2 separate regions of the Hordeum vulgare genome follow, and region 1 is linked to region 2. The links are chromatin contacts, called in public Hi-C maps. All regions are on one chromosome and are shown on one strand. The core of a region is the stretch at or near the end of the contact, and the rest is flanking DNA. Distances in the headings are between cores, read along the strand shown.

Evidence for each region. Hi-C and Micro-C count contacts between places; a contact is called where the count stands out from the background.
Region 1: a contact with region 2 is called in a Hi-C map of leaf, with 2.6 times the contacts expected there. The contact joins the promoter of LOC123452665 here to the promoter of LOC123452656 in region 2. A contact is called at or near these places in 3 of 6 Hi-C or Micro-C datasets (leaf and seedling) and 1 of 1 datasets of contacts at active chromatin or transcription factors (embryo).

The regions. Positions count from the first base shown.
Region 1 is chr5H:545,564,349-545,568,547 of MorexV3_pseudomolecules_assembly, forward strand. It overlaps LOC123452665 (FRIGIDA-like protein 4a), which reads left to right and starts at 2,221. Exons shown (of 3, transcript XM_045129363.1): 1 at 2,221-3,263. The coding sequence starts at 2,348. It overlaps LOC123452664 (5'-3' exoribonuclease 4-like), which reads left to right. Exons shown (of 22, transcript XM_045129361.1): 22 at 173-1,445. The coding sequence ends at 1,013.
Region 2 is chr5H:545,405,068-545,409,872 of MorexV3_pseudomolecules_assembly, forward strand. It overlaps LOC123452656 (40S ribosomal protein S18), which reads right to left and starts at 2,319. Exons shown (of 4, transcript XM_045129357.1): 1 at 2,213-2,319; 2 at 1,969-2,129; 3 at 1,691-1,879; 4 at 609-906. The coding sequence starts at 2,215. The coding sequence ends at 801. LOC123397219 (chitinase-like protein 1) reads right to left here and starts at 4,064. Exons shown (of 1, transcript XM_045091854.1): 1 at 3,654-4,064. The coding sequence starts at 4,064. The coding sequence ends at 3,654. LOC123396088 (a long non-coding RNA gene) reads left to right here and starts at 4,582. Exons shown (of 2, transcript XR_006609895.1): 1 at 4,582-4,644; 2 at 4,739-4,805.

The DNA.
Region 1 (4,199 bases), core at 971-3,470, 160 kb after region 2:
CATCTTATATTTGTGAACGGAGGGAGTACATGATATTCTATCAGATGGAGGATTAATACACATCTTTTTCATGGGAACAATACTTGTTGAGTTGCAACTTTTTTCTCTCTAGCTGTAGCCGAGCTAATTGATAAATTGTTTGTTCTGGTTGTGAACGATTTGATAATTCCAGGCCTCAAGTGCATGGAGCTCTGACAGGTTCTGTCTTAGGAGAGGCTGCACATCGTCTACTGAAAAATTCCCTGCAGATCAAATCTGGCAGCTCTGCTGGGCTGCTTCATGTGCCATATGGGGCTGCACCCTATGGCCCTGGACACAGAGCAAGGCCCTCTGGACCTTTGGGATATGAGAGGGGTTTTGTGGACAATCCATACCATGCACACATGTCCAGAAGCGCTCCAAATCCTCGTCCTCAGTTCTTTGGTGAAGCTCAACCCAACAGACAAAATGTTCGGATACTAGAACGGCCAAACAATCGAAGCCGCGATGCCGGCATCCATTCAGGGATGTCAAAACTGGCAATCCAAGATGGGCCAAGAATGCAACAAAATCACAGGATGCAGGGTCCTGGATATTTTCCAAACCAGCCATATCCGAATCAGTATGCCGGGTTCCCACCGCAGCGGCCCATGCAAAACAACAATTTCACACAGCAGCGGCCCGTTCAAAATGCAGGATTCCCCCAGCAGCGCCCCGTTCAAAATGCAGGATTCCCCCAGCAGCGGCCTGCTCATAATGCTGTATTTCCACAGCAGCGGCCTGTTCAAAATGCAGGATTCATACAGCAGCAGCAAGCAGTAAACGGGGTTCCCCCACCATTCCCTCCCAGCACTTGGATCGACAAGCAACCAAGCGGAGGCCAGGCTGGTACACCTGCCAAGCAAGACCCGAGGACAAACAGACATCCTAAGCCAAAGCAGGATAACCTGAGGTCACAGCATGAGAGCAGACATCAGGCCGCCAAGGTGATGTACCGTGTCAAAGGCCAAGCTCCCAATGACTTGCCGGAGTAGAGATGACCATCAAGAATCGGCAACCTGGGTAATTTACCGAACTACTCCAAGATGATCTTTTGTGTTCCATGTGCACAGGCATGCTGCCACAAGGAGGTTCATTCAACTCAACATACTCCTGCTGAAAGCAGCCATACATAGTGGTTCCTCCCTATGTTGGTCGACATGAATTTGATTATCCCATTGCCGCACCCGATGTATCCCGTCTGAATGGAGTTGAACTGTTCTTGATCAGGTCGATTGAAGTTGACCTGCTGTATCGCGTCCGAATGATCTAGCACAATGATTTAGATAAAGCCTTATTTAGTTGTTAGGACAGGATGTCAGCAGAGGGCAACCACTGCTGTTGTATGTCTGTAACCCTGAAACTGTTTGCGCGTGACAATTACCCTTGCCGGTGGCAAGGACTGATTGAACCCCATCATTCCTGCAGGGCCTTTGTTGCTGGTGTGTCGTGTCGAGTCTGTCTACTGTTTCCGTGGTAACTTTTTCTTTGACGATGCACCACTATAAATGTTGCCTCCTGCTGTGTGTGTGTGTGTGTGTGTGTGTGTGTGTGTGTGTGTGTGTGTGTGTGTGTGAGTGTGAGTGTGAAACACTTTGGTTGATTTTATTCCATCCAGTTCTCACAAACTCAACCAGGACGTCGGTGGAAGGAACTTTGCTTGCCAGTGCGCTGGTTGGTTGAGTTGTCAGCGGAAAGAACGAAAGAAAAAAAAACCCCCAAAGTACAGCGAAACCAGAATTAGTACTACTAATATCAGCATATATCCATAACCAAGGGAGCTACTTCAAGGGATTACTAGGCTACAATACATGATTAGCTAGTGATAGGTTGGTGGGCACAAAGGCAACGCCTACAGAGGACTATAGCTAGCCCGCACAATAATTCATTCCTGCCGCTGTTGCAGACAGAGCCGGAATGAATCGCCTCGCGTGCTCCTCCGCAAAGGCCCGACCAACCCGCACTGTTCCACTGCATCTCACGCCACGCCTCCAGCTTTTCCTCCCCCCCCCCCCCCCCCCCCCCCCCCAAAACCTCTACGCCGCGCTCCCCCAGCCCGTTTCCCCTCCAGGCGGGCCCGGACCCATCCCCTGCCGGCGTCGGCCGACGGGTGGCAAAGCGAGGACACCCATACCCGCGGGCGCGTCCTCACATCGCGCGCGCGCACACACACACACACACACACTCGTCGTCCCCGCCTTTATTCCCCCACCCCCACCACCCCATCGCTCCCCCCCCACCCCGCTTTCCCCTTTCCCTTTCCCTTTCCCCCCTCGCAGGCTCCCGCTAGGGTTCCGCGCGGATCGCCGCCTAGCTAGGGTTCCCGGCGATGGCTGCCGCGGTGGTAGCCGCGGAGGAGGCGGAGGCGGCGCCTCCGGGAGCCGACGCGATCAGGGACGGCTTCGCGGAGCTGGAGCGGCAGCAGGAGCTGCTGGCCAGCTGCACGCGCCTCTACCAGCAGCTCACGGAGCACTTCGGGTCCCTCGAGCGCGGCATCAAGTCCCGCTCCGACTCGCTCCGCGCCAGGCGCCGCGTCGTCGAGCTCCGCGCCTCCCGCAGGCTCGACGCGCTCCGCCGCCGCGAGCGCTCCATCGAGGCCTCCGTCTCGCTCGCGCTCTCCCGCCTCGACGCCCTCGCCAAGTCCCCCGCGCCGAAGCGGGACCGGGAGGACGGGGACGCCCCGCCGCCTCCTTCGTCCGACGACATCGCCGACGGCCTCGCCGCGCTGTGCGCCGCCATGGACCCCGCGGGCTTCCTCGCCTTCGTCGTCGAGCGCCGCAAGGAGGTGGACGCGCTCCGCGCCCAGCTGCCCGCCGCGCTACAGCGCTGCGTCGACCCTGCCAGGTTCGCCATGGACGCCGTCTCCGAGGTCTTCCCCGTCGACCGGCGCGCCGTCCGGTCACCCACCGACCTGGCCTGGGCCTGCGTGCTCATCCTGGAGGCGGTGGTCCCCGCGCTGGCCGACCCGGACCCGGAGATTGGGGCCGCGCGGCCCATGGTGCCGCAGGCGGCCCGCGACAGGGCGCGCGCCATGGCCGCCGAGTGGAAGGAGGCCGCCGAGCGCAAGGGCGGGGTGGAGGGCGCCAAGCCGCCCGACGCCCACGCCTTCCTGCAGCACGTCGCCACCTTCGCCGTGGCGGAGAAGGAGGACAGGGAGCTCTACAAGAGGATCGTCCTCAGCTTCTCCTGGCGCAGGCAGATGCCGCGCCTCGCTCTCACGCTTGGCCTCGAGGATGACATGGAAGGTAGTACTTCATTTCAGCTCTTTTATCTCCAGATGTTCCCGAGACCACGTACTAAAATGATGAACTCGTTGTTAGTCGGCGCAGGGCATGAAATTGGTTGAGTTGCTAGATCTAGCGTTTAGATGCCACTACACAGCCACGGTTTGCTCAGGGGATTGTGGATAAGATCAGTAGATTAGATTTAGTTCTTTTTATTTGAGCAAGTCGTATTGAACTGGTGATTGACAAGCCACAACTAGGTTGCTGTGGTGTAGCGATGTTTCGTGTAGGCAAGTTTCCATATGTGTGTCCTCTACCTGGATGAATTGTCACTGTCCTAGGCAAGTGCTAGGAAACAGCCAAGTGCTGGGGAGCGTTACATTCTTTGAAGGTCATACGGCCATTACCATGGACCACCCTTTCTGTTGTAGTGTTGCTTCAGTGATTGTCACGGGGATGTGCCACTAGGTACTATCATCTGTATTTTGTCTGCATTCCTATGCTTATCGTTGTATAGTTCTGTGCTATTTTCACTGTTAGTAGAAGAGTGTCATGTGGATTCCGTGGTTTTCTCATGCATGAGGTTTCTCAAAATATGCATCCTTTTCTTCTGTTTTGGTGGTTATTAAATGATTACTCCCTCCGTTCCTAAATATAAGTCTTTGTAGAGATTTCACTAGTGGACTACATACGGATGTATATAGACATACTTTAGAGTATAGATTCAATCATTTTGCTCCGTATGTAGACCCTTAGTGAAATCGCTTAAAAGACTTATATTTAGGAACGGAGGGAGTAGTTGTTACTCTATGTTTGTATTAATTGATGAGTACTCCCTATATAGCTTGCAAAAACGTCCTATATTGTACTACCTTTTTAGGAGCGACACATTTCAGCAAAATGTAGAATACTTGACCTTTTTAGGAGTGACACATTTCAGCAATATGTAGAATACTT
Region 2 (4,805 bases), core at 1,069-3,568:
AGGAGCACAGACATATCGGTCCATCAGGGAAGAACATGCCGGCTATAGGGTCGTTGTGATCGCTGGAAAGCTCGCAGCACCATTGTGTGTCCCCCATAGCAATGTCTTCCTTAAAACCGAACATAGCCTGACCCATATGCACACAACACTATCTAACATAATAAGAGAGCCGACCATCGTGTGGCGGTCACAGCATGGCAGCAGAATTGTGGTTCGCATGTCAGCTGATTCACTCTCCTCCTCCGGTGCAGGGGCAAAACAACAAAGGGAACAGGGGTAGTACTACAACTGATAAGCCAAACAATGTCCTCCCCCTGTGTACCTATATACTTGTGGTCTAGTTCTCCCCAGCTGCAAGTATATAAAAAATAGGGAGTATCACTGATAAGCCAAACCTATGCTCTGTTGTCAAAACTAGGAAGTTTTTCAGGACTCAATTAGCCAACGAACGACAATGCAAACAACTGATAATGCCCAAACCTTCAATTAGTCAACAAACCTGAAACGCACAAAAAGCCCATGGCAAACATTGAAATGACTAGAAAGGCCTTCAGGAGTATCACTGATAGACATGCTCTTGCCAAACATTGAAATGACTCGAAAGCCCATGGCAAACAAACTCTTTAGGAGTTCAAAACGAGGAATTCAAGATACAATATATTAAAGGTTCCAGAACCGAAAAACATTATCTAGGGCAAAACATCATCCAAGGTAATCGTCTAAACAGGAACACTCCTTCAGATTCTGGAAATGGACCAACACAGTAATGGTAGCAAAGCTATGCGGGATCATTGAGAAGCTTATCGCTTCTTGGAGACACCAACAGTCTTTCCTCTCCTGCCGGTAGTCTTGGTGTGCTGACCACGGACACGCACGCCCCAGTAGTGACGAAGACCACGGTGGTTCCTGGAACAAAAGCAGGTGTTCGAGGCATAAGAAATCGCTCACACTAACCCACTAGGTAATGCTACTGGAATAGAGTATTTTGAAGGAATCAGCCATTAGGCATCACCGCACGGCTATTCAAAACAAAAAAGCAATGTTACACGGAACTGGATCACATACAAAGGTACACCAGAAGGATCGTAGACATGAAAAATCAGAATTATTGACAACCGGGACACATACAAGGCACACCAGAAGGATATACATGAATATGGGGCAAACATAGTATCATATTTTCAAGACATAACAATTGTGGAGCAGACTAGAAAATCTGAATCTACAAGTAATAGACAGGCTAGATATAACAGATGGACTAAATTAAACAGTTACAGCCAAGTCATGTAGCTGCCAGAAGTTCCAGTTAATAACCATCCAAACAAAGCTACCATGTTGCGTGTTTGTAGAAAGAAGGAATAGCGCACTACCCACGCAAGAAGTTAGACCAAATGTCGAAGCAGAGACTAGCACAGGCCAGCTTATAGCATGAAGCACATGAGGCTAGTAATTGCAAACCAGGCATTTCAGACATCCTACTGTTTAGGAGATTAACTTGACAGCAGAAAACCATTGCAATCAACAACCCTAGCTAATAATATAAATTTAAACTGTATGCTACCAGAGCGGATACGAACAGCTACTACTGATATGTGAAGTACCAGCATCATAAGTAGTTAGATCTAACACATAGTCATCTATCAACCAATAGTATGGGGTAACAAGAAAAGAGGGAGAGTCGAGTTTATACCTGATCTTCTTGAGCCTCTCAAGGTCGTCCCTGAGCTTCATGTCGACGGCGTTGGAGACCACCTGGGTGAACCTGCCGTCCTTGTAGTCCTTCTTCCTGTTAAGGAACCAGTCCGGCACCTTGAACTGGCGCGGGTTGGCCACGACCGTCATCAGCCGGTCCATCTCCTCCGAGGAGAGCTCTCCGGCCCTGCACCGCCGCATGACACAGCGCACGAATCAGCCTACAGCCCAGCAACCAAGAGGAGATCTGGGGAAAAAAAAGGGGGAGTTCCTCACCTCTTGTTCATGTCGATGTCGGCCTTCTTGCAGGCGATGTTGGAGAAGCGGCGGCCCACACCCTTGATGGAGGTAAGCGCGAACATGATCTTCTGCTTACCATCGACGTTGGTGTTGAGCACACGCAGGATGTGCTGGAACTCCTCACCCGCGATCAGCGACTGCGGCCAAGGGCAAGACGGAAGTCAGCACACGATGCGGATCCGCGAGAGGAGGACGGGGACGGGAGTGGGGAGACGCTTACCATGGCGGCAGTCGGCGGGGACGACGGCGACGGCGGCGGCGGCGGCGGCGGCTGGGGCGCTCGGGGTAGGAGGGAGATTGGCGTTTGCGCGTCTAAGGTTTTGGAGGCGGGGGTCGCGGGGACGATTTATATATCGGAGGTGGAACCCTAGCGCTCCATCGGACGGCTGCGAGGGATGCCGATCCCTGCGGGCTCTGTGAGTGGACGGCTTCCTTGGGCTCTTTTTTGAAAGGGCCTTTGTCTGGAGCTTGTTGGGATTTGGTGGCCTCAAACGGGCCGTCGGAGGAGCTCTGCCTCGCAGCACAGTTTGACTTATCAAAAAATGCTCTTCCCCCTAAAAAAAAATAAAAATCCCCGCCCCCCCACCCCTCAAAAAAAAATGTTCTTTTATTTTTTTTATTTTTTAAACACATTTGCTCTTTTATTATATGTCTACCTCATTTTGCCTTTTCTGATGGGGAATTATGTTTTTAATTGTTTTTTTATTTTTACCCTTGGTGTTGATTCATCTTAAAATAATGTTGGAAATATTTGTGAGTTCTCAACAAAGTGTGCTATCCATGAATTGATCCTTCGAGCCGTCACAGCATACCAATGAATGTCTCGTCGAACAAAATGTCCAGTTGCAATCCTTTGGGATATCCTATAACTAGCTTTAGTTTGATAAATCACTACAGATTTTGAAGTGACATAACAAATATGAGGGAGAAACAGGGCCTAAGTTACAAGTAACCATAGCTATGAAATCCACTCCCACTTATTAGGTCGTTGTGTTAGACACCTTGCATATACTTGACGCTAGTTGCATATACCTTAGGTAAGAGTGTCAAATTACACCACTCCAAAGTGTGGATCACCTATCTCCCCTAATAATAAAGCGCGGAGCGCTTCTGTCGTCCATAGCTGTCGTTTTTGCAACAACAAAAAAACTGTTTCTTCGAAATCAACCCGCGGTCCGTGTGTAAGTGCATTTGAAAAAACGTTTTCAACGACCGCATCTTCAGCTCGCGATGCGGACGGCCAGGCCGACACTGGGCGGCGCGGGAGGCTGGGCCGACACTGGACGGCGCGGGAGGCTAGCGGGCAGGGGCGGCGCGGCGACGGGGATGGCCGGGCCGGAGCACGGCGAGGCCGGGGACGAGATCCCACTTGCGACCAATCCTTCTTTGCCCCTGTCTCTCCCTGCCTCGTCGTCATGTATCTTTTCTTAGGAAGGCGGCAAGATCTGGCCGCGTCCTCGCGCAGGTGAGGCGTCGGACCGCCGGTGGCCACGCCGAATCCGCCTGCAAGAAGACTCAATCAGTCAGTCGGCCTCTTGGATCTAATCAAAGCAGAGGAAGCAACAGGAAGCAGAGCAAAGCCAGCAATCCGTCGGAATCGATCCACCGCCATCGGAGTAAAAGACGAAAAACAGCAGGTAGAAGAAGATGAAAATAGCATACTACATACATGAGGTCTTTGCGCCGACGTGTCCGAGGAAGGCGCAGAGCTCCATCATCTGCATGTCGATGCCGACGATGGTGCAGAAGCCCTGGTTCTCGAAGAGGGAGGCGGCGGTGATGAAGGCCTGGTAGTCCCAGAAGCCGACGGCCTTGGCGACAGGGAAGTTGCGCTTGGCGAAGAGGTTCTCGAACTGGTACACCTTGAAGAAGTCGGTGATGGTCTGGTTGCAGCAGTACTTGGTCCCGGAGCACTCCCACCCCTTGTTGCACACCTTCTCCTGCGACTCCTTGAGCTTCACCTTCCACGTCCCCGCCGTCAGGATCAACGCCAGCGTGCCGCCTACCAGCACCGCCGCCGCCCCCAGCAGCAGCACCGTCATCACGATCTTGTTCCGCGTCTTCCGCTTCATCTTCTTGCCCTTCTTCTTCTTCCTCTACTTCTCCTCCGGCGGTCAGACCAGCTCAACTCAGCTCAGCTCCGGCGGTCAGAGAGGCTCAGCTCAGCTCAGCTCGATCTGGATCTTGCTTCTTCACGGGAGCTCGGGTGCTCGATCTAGATTGCTTTGGTGGTTCGGTGTGATATGGATCTTTGGGGAATGCGGTAGCTGGTGGCGGGGATCTGGTGAGGAGATAAAAACTGATAGTGGGGATGAAAGCGAAGTGGCAACCGCGCAACGCCGACCGGGGGAGGGAGGAGTGGTGTCGGACTGTCGGCGGTGGGAGGGGGGAAGGAAGAGGGGAAGAGCTGCAATATAGCTGGTCCGGTAGGTAAGACATCCGGAAGTATATTTGAGCCTGAGGTCAGCCTATGCTTATAATTTATGTGCATGCACCTTTTCATCCAGGAATCTGAACATGTTCTTCTTCCTTTCTCATGTTATGGTTCAGTTGTGTATGCCTACTGACTTTTGTTTGATGTCACAAGGTGGTCAAGCTCCAGAGGTTACTGGATCACCAACTGAAAAGGCTATACTCTCTTGGGGGTTGCAGGTATGGATTCTCGTAGTAGCGTCAGCCTATATTCTATGTGTCTCCTGCTTGGTAACCATGATCTGTATATTCAACAGCTTGGTATGAAATATAGTGAAACAAGATCGAAATCCTCCATTCTTCAAGTCTTCCCATTCAATTCAGAGAAAAAGCGAGGCGGG